2 separate regions of the Oryctolagus cuniculus genome follow, and region 2 is linked to region 1. The links are chromatin contacts, called in public Micro-C maps. All regions are on one chromosome and are shown on one strand. Each heading gives the region's core, a stretch centred on a gene start, on an enhancer-like site or on the middle of the called end of the contact. The rest is flanking DNA. Distances are from core to core; before and after follow the strand shown. Region 1 holds the start of EIF2B5 (eukaryotic translation initiation factor 2B subunit epsilon). Region 2 holds the start of PSMD2 (proteasome 26S subunit ubiquitin receptor, non-ATPase 2).

Evidence for each region. Hi-C and Micro-C count contacts between places; a contact is called where the count stands out from the background.
Region 2: a Micro-C map of ear pinna shows a contact between it and region 1, with 4 times the contacts expected there. The contact joins the promoter of PSMD2 here to the promoter of EIF2B5 in region 1. A contact is called at or near these places in 2 of 6 Hi-C or Micro-C datasets (ear pinna and an unstated tissue).

Annotation. Positions count from the first base shown.
Region 1 is chr4:93,713,408-93,716,972 of mOryCun1.1, forward strand. It overlaps EIF2B5 (eukaryotic translation initiation factor 2B subunit epsilon), which reads left to right and starts at 1,577. Exons shown (of 16, transcript NM_001082674.1): 1 at 1,577-1,843; 2 at 2,766-2,890. The coding sequence starts at 1,649.
Region 2 is chr4:93,873,100-93,876,664 of mOryCun1.1, forward strand. PSMD2 (proteasome 26S subunit ubiquitin receptor, non-ATPase 2) reads left to right here and starts at 1,662. Exons shown (of 21, transcript XM_002716475.5): 1 at 1,662-1,881; 2 at 2,222-2,278; 3 at 2,606-2,770; 4 at 3,532-3,565. The coding sequence starts at 1,747. LOC127482908 (a long non-coding RNA gene) reads right to left here and starts at 1,700. Exons shown (of 2, transcript XR_007908823.2): 1 at 1,444-1,700.

The DNA.
Region 1 (3,565 bases), core at 327-2,826:
TTAAGGCCTGAGTCTACTACTCCTACAAATGCCTTCTGCTGGGAATTCACTGTTCTCCGAGGTTCCCAGAATCCTCTAAAACAGGAGAAGTGTTGTGGAACTCAGGTTAAGCCTCTGCTTGGGACTCCTGCTGCCCATATGGGAGTGCATGGTTCAAGTCCCAGCACTTCATACCCAGCTTCCTGCTGATGCACATCCTGGAGGTAGCAGGTGATGGCTCAAGTCCTTGGGCCCCTGCACTCACATGGGAGACCTGGATGAAGCTCCTGGCTCCTGGCTTCAGCCTGGCCCAGCCCTAGCTGTTGCTGGCATTTGGGGGAGTGAACCAGCGGATTGAATCTCTCTCTCACTCTGTCTCTGTCACTCTGCGATTCAAGCAAATGAAAATAAACCAACATTAAATGTTTCCTACAATCGGGTTTACTTTCCCTTCCCTCAAATTCCCCCCTTCTGTGTGTCTGCACAACTCAGTAGTTCTGGCTAAGCCCCCACAGCTTTTTTTCCCCTTTTTCGGTCTATTCATTCACAGGGCAGTTAAATATCTTCCTTTACCGCGTCCACCCATTAATAAAACGCTCACTGAGCTGCCTTTCGCTTCTCCAGCTTAAGCTTTCCTAAAGCAAAGGGTATCCGCCGAGCACCTGCTTTGCCTGGGAGAAGGAAGGAATGACAGAGAGAGCCGCGGGAGCCCAGCCGGGAGCATGGGACCCGCCACGTGGAAACCCGGCCCCGCAAACTCCAACTCCCGACGTGCAACGCGGGCGGCGCCTGGCCTCGCCCCCACGGGTGCCGCCCTTCGCGGGCTCGGTCCGCCTCTCAGCCGTGGCGCCTTGCCCCGAAACGTGCTGCGCCCCTTCAGCCTCGGGCCTTTTCCAAGACAGCCCTGCTCAATTTCCCGCTGCTCTGGGATCCTCCCACCATCTCCTCTCCGCCTAAGATGCTGCATAGGCTGATAGGTTGAGAATGAATCCACGAATACATCCTAGTCATTGTTGTCCCCACATGAGCCTGCAGCAGGCGTACGGAGCCGTGAAGACAGAGCGGGTTGCACTTGCTAGCTGGGTGGACTTCCTTCGAGGTGTTTGTGGAACGAATGAGTGAGAAGTCTTGCAGATAGGTGACGGTCAACCGAGTTCAGGCTTGCTCCGTGCCTGACCCACAAACAGCGCTCAGGATTCCCACTCTCCCAACTGTGAGCCCCCGTAGGGAGGCGCTGTCTGTCTGACTCGGTCCCGGCGTCCCAAGGCGCCGGGTTCCATTAGGTGACCAGACTGACTAGGGAAGCCTACAATTGTTAACATGGGCGGAGAAACCAGTGGGCGACTACGGATCCCGAACAGCCCCAGCCCCTTCGTGGCACCCACAAGTCCCATCATGCCGCAAGCATCTCGGCTTCTCCACGGCCAAACCGGGGCCTGAGCCAGCTGCAACCCCACCTGCGCCTCCGCTGGCTGCGCCACGCCTCGCGCCCTCCCGCCTGGGACCAGCAGCGGGACGGGTAAGCGCTCGGGCAGGACGCATGCGCACTCCTCCTCCCTCGCCGCCTCCCTCCCGTCATTCCTGCGCGTTTCAAGTGTGAGGTCCTTTTTGTCCCCTACTGCTTGCGGTGTCTGTTTCCTCGCGGAAGTGGTGACGGCGAGACACAAAGATGGCGACGACTGTGGTGGCGCCGCCTGGTGCAGTGTCTGATCGGGCCAACAAGCGCGGCGGGGGGCCAGGAGGCGGTGGCGGCGGCGGGGGAGCCCGAGGTGCGGAGGAGGAGCCTCCGCCGCCCCTCCAGGCGGTCCTGGTGGCCGATAGCTTCAACCGCCGTTTCTTCCCCATCTCCAAGGACCAGCCTCGGGTGAGCGTCGCGCACGCGAGCAACGGGGAGGGTGGCGGGGCTGGAGCAGGTGGAATGCCAGCTCCTTTGGGCTGCCTGGTGAAGCATGCCCTGGAAGGACTTGTGTCCCCCTCTGTTTTCCTAAAATCGGGGGTTACCTGCCTCGGAGAAAGACGGAGGCGTTGCCTACAGCCCTGATGACTGCCTGAGTCAGCGAGCGGCTGGCAGACTTGGGCGCTCAGAGTGCTGTCCACCGAGGCGGAGGACGCGTGAGGAGACCTTGCCCCGACAAGGCGGAGACCGCACTGCCCTTTAACCTTGCAGAGGAGGGATGCTTAAGTGGAAGGGACCCGTCTGCCTCTGAAAGGGCAGCAATCTGCCTACAAAAATCGGCCTAGGTCTTGGGCCGTGTGCTGTTTTTTTTCCCTCCAGGTGCTAATGACAGCCAGTGCCATCTGTCAGAGGCGTATAGACCAGCTTTAGTGGCCGGTTGCCATCATCCCCTTAATTGTCTAGACAGTGGGGAATTGGGCTGAGCTAGTCCTGGGTGTTGCTAGCCCAGTTCAGAGAGAGAACTCCATTGAGTTTAGGGGAAATTCTCCCTAGCTCCCCCGATACCCCAAAGGCCTGCTGGCTGTTCATTTTGAACACTAGTCCCTGATTCCTACAAAGATATCAAGGAAGGAAATGTTTTGAGAGATGTGACCGATTTCCATTACTATGCGTTGCTAGCAGTGGTCTACTGGGTCTCACGCTAGGCAGCTAGATTCCTTGCAAGCCATGATTCTCACAGACAGAACCTTGTTTTATCTTTGAATTGGAAAGATAAAGCAAACCGTAGTGCCCGGAAACACTGGTAGAGGCATGAAAATTGTTGCAGTGGGGAACCCAGAGGCTGTCCTGGATTCAAGACCTCCATCTTTCATCATATCCCACCCCCTAGGTCCTCCTGCCTCTGGCCAATGTGGCGCTAATTGACTACACTCTGGAATTCCTGACTGCCACAGGTGTACAGGAGACCTTTGTGTTTTGTTGCTGGAAGGCTGCTCAGATCAAAGAACATTTGCAGTAAGACCCTTCAACACCCCTTTCTGTTTTCACTGTTTTTTTTTTCCAGCATTTTCAGAATGGAAAAGGGAAATGTCGGGGGAAGGGGGAATGTGTCTAGTTAGAGCCTATTGTAAGGTCTTGGGGTGTTTTCCTCACTTATCAGGTGAACAGCTGAAGCCTTGTATCTCTCTTAAGGCTCCTACAACAAAGATTTATGTTGTGGCACAGTGTGTTAAGCTGCTACTTGGGAGACCGGCATCCTATATTGGGATCCCAAGTCCCAGTTACTTGACTTCCAGTGCTACCTCTTGCTAATGCACCTTGGAGGCAGTAGATGATGGCTCAAAAGTACTTGTGTCTCTGCCACCCAAGTAGGAGACCAGGTTGAAGTTCTGGCTCCTGGCTTTGTCCTGGCCCAGCTGTGCTGTTGCAGACAGTTGGGAAATGAACCAGCAGATGGAAGATCAGTCGATCTCTCTTTTTCTCTCTCTCTGTGTCCCTCTGCCTTTCAAACAAAGTATTTTTTTCCTTAAATCCTTTTTACATAGTGTGGTCCCGGTGGATTTTATTTTTTATTTAATGATTCCAATGTGGAAGTTACAAGAATAGCGTCTTTGTTTTTCCACTGCATTTCTGAATATTCTGTGTTCTGACCCTCAAGGGCAAGAATGGACTCTGTTTCATCTTTTTATT
Region 2 (3,565 bases), core at 412-2,911, 160 kb after region 1:
TAATCCTCCGCCTGCGGCGCCGGCACACCAGGTTCTAGCCCCAGTCGGGGTGCCGGATTCTGTCCTGGTTGCCCTTCTTCCAGTCCAGCTCTCTGCTGTGGCCCTGAAAGGCAGTGGAGGATGGCCCAAGTTCTTGGGCCCTGCACCCACATGGGAGACCAGGAGAAGCACCTAGCTCCTGGCTTTGCATCAGCGCGGTGCGCCGGCCGCGGCAGCCATTGGAGGTTGAACCAATGGTAAAGGAAGACCTTTCTCTCTGTCTCTACCTCTCTCACTGTCCACCCTGACTGTCAATAAATAAATAAATAAATCTTTAAAAAAAAAAAGAATATTGGGCCGGCACCGTGGCTCACTAGGCTAATCCTCCACCTTGCGGCATCGGCACACCAGGTTCTAGTCCCGGTTGGGGTGCCAGATTCTGTCTCGGTTGCCCCTCTTCCAGGCCAGCTCTCTGCTGTGGCCAGGGAGTGCAGTGGAGGATGGCCCAAGTGCTTGGGCCCTGCACCCCATGGGAGACCAGGAGAACCATCTGGCTCTTGCCTTCGGATCAGCGCGGTGCCCAACCACAGCGTGCTAGCCGTGGCGGCCATTGGAGGGTGAACCAACGGCAAAGGAAGACCTGTCTCTCTCTCTCTCACTGTCCACTCTGCCTGTCAAAAATAAAAAATAAATAAATAAATAAATAAAAACACTTTCTACATTCTTAAATGCAGCAGAATCCATAAAAGAAGACTCCAGGCCAGATGGTTAGTGTTCTCACCAGGCAAAGGGGAGGAGTCACTTCCTCATATCTCACCCTTGGGACACGGCACACACACTGCATAACCTGAGCTGAGGAAGAAACTTCAGGGTTTGCCTGACACAGTCGAGATCTGGAAGGCTGACACTCAACTATTGATGTCAAATCATGCTGTATGTGATTTCCCCTGTAAAATGGACACAATCCTACCAATCTCAAGGGCTTATGGGAACTCCATATGATCACTCAAAAAGCAATTCTGGAGCAGGTGTTTGGCCTAGTACTTAAGATGCCAGTTAGGACAGCAGCATCTCATATCAGAACACCTGGGTTAGGCTCCTGGCTCTCGCTCCTGACTCCAGGTTCTTGCTAAATGCAGACTCTGGGAGGCAGCAGGGATGACTCAAGTGGTTGAGTCGTTACCACACACCTGGGAGATTTGGATTGAATTCCAGGCTTCCAACTTTGGTCCCGCCTGGCCACCTTGCTCCCAAAAGGACCCAGAACATCCCCAATGCGGGGGAAGCGTTATGGGTTACTATTTCACAGTGGTATGGGGCTAGACATAGGTCACTCAGATGGCAGCCAAGTGTCTCAAGAACCCCTTCTGTTTGTTGCACCAAGCAGCCAACTGGAACACCACTGGGGGTTTTATTCACACTGTTATGAGAAAATCCCGTAACACGGGTGAGGAAAATCCTTACCCATGGGATCTCGGCTCGCAGCCTAGTCATCTCCTACACCAGCGAGTGCCTGTGGCGTTCGAGAAACTCGAAGCAGGCCAGAGCCCCGCCGTCGCCATTGCGAGCCGAGCCGAGGGCTGGGAACCTCCCGCTCCCACTCCCGACCGCCTACGAGGCCGCCGAGCGGTGTGGGTCCACCCGACGTTTCCGGGAGCGCCGGGGCCCGGAGGAGGCGGGGCACCGCGCACGCCGCGCGCGAGGCCGTCTGGGAAAGGGGGCGGTGCGCGAGGGTGCGCGCGCAGCGGGCCGGCAGCGGCGGCGGAGATGGAGGAGAGTGGCCGGGACAAGGCTCCGGTGCAGCCCCAGCAGCCCCCAGCGACGGCCCCCGGTGGCGCGGATGAGAAGTCGAGCGGCAAGGAGCGACGGGATGCCGGGGACAAGGACAAAGAGCAGGAGCTGGTGAGGCGTGGCCCCGAGAGCTGGCGGAGGAGGCCGCGGGGCTGAGTCACGGCGGCTCCGCAGGCCTCGGGCCTGGCCCCCAACGGCCCCACCGCGCCCGGGAGAGGGTAGTTGGGGCTACGGTCGGGGCTTCTGGCACCCCCGCCTCTGTGCCCTCGTTCTTCATTCTCCCGCTGTCACCTCCACCAAGCCTCACCACCGCCTCGTGGTGGGTCATTGTCACTCCCCTTGCCTGGCCCCTCCCGAGGAGGTGGGCTCGCACTCACCTGCTCCGGGGTGAGTGGGAGGAGCATGTGGTTGGGGTTCCTCCTTTGATGAGCTTCCCCCCCTGACCCCGCAGTCTGAGGAGGACAAGCAGCTCCAGGATGAACTGGAGATGCTCGTGGAACGCCTGGGGGTGAGTCATGACGGGAACGTGGGGGGCGGTGGGCTCTCTGGATCTTTTCCACTTGTTTGCTTTATTCCGTTTTTAGGCAGCGGCTCCTGTGTGAAGTGGGCTGCATTTTAGGGTCAGCGTTAGGGCCGTGTTGTGAGTGAGGACAATGACGAGGAACATTGGGAGGCTATTGGCTTTGGTGCCGGGCAGTGTGCGGAGAGTTGGGGCGTCACAGGTGCATAGCAAACGGTTCTGTCCATGAGGGAGTTGTTAGAGAAAGGTCTCTGCCTCGTCATTTGGAGGGGTGTCTGCTTCCCTTCTGTCTGAGCGCTTACGTCTCCTAATCAGGAGAAAGACACATCCCTGTACCGACCAGCCCTGGAGGAGTTGCGGAGGCAGATTCGGTCTTCTACAACGTCCATGACCTCGGTGCCCAAACCTCTCAAATTCCTGCGGCCACACTATGGCAAGCTGAAGGAAATCTACGAGAACATGGCCCCTGGGGAGAATAAGGTAAAACTAGTTCAGAAACTGGTGGAAGTCTAGTTTAGGGGTCCTCTCATCTAGACCACAGGGATCATGGCGAGTCACACAGGGTCTGACAGACCCAAGACCTGATCTCATTGAGCAGAGTTCATCATAGTCACAGTACCCACGAAAGAGCTGGAAGGAGGATTTGCTTCTCGGAAGACGGTTTCTGTCATGCCTGTTGGACCTTGGGATTTCATTATTGTGATCTGCCTTAACTTGAATTTAACCCTGTATTTTCTGTTCCCTTTATCCTGTATACACTCATTTTTTTTATCTCTAAGATATACCCCCGGTTAAGTCTCTTCTCTGCCCCTCAATACTATGCTAATCCAGAAAATGAAATGTTCAGTTATCTGAAGTATTTCGGTCTGGCTGGCCTTGCCCTTGACTTTCTACGCGTACTGTCTTTCATATGGCAGTCAGGGATGTTTTTCTAGATTATGAGTCTTCTTTCTTTCGATAGCTTATTGTTGCAATTAAAATAAACTTTGGAATTTTTATCTTTTCTTTGCTTTCCCTCTTGTTTATCATTCATCAACTTTGTTGGTTTAAGAGGGAGACGGCAGCACCAACGTTTGGGTTATTGTGAGACTCAGCTTGGATACGTGGAAATTTTTGTGCAGAGACTGATGTGTAGTCAGTAGTTAACTTCGGGGAGAGTGACAGTGATCTTGACTCCGTAATGTTGCACTGCCCTTAGCCTGCACTGTGGGCTGGACTTCTGAGGACTGGTTTCTTTGCAGCGTTTTGCAGCTGACATCATCTCCGTTTTGGCCA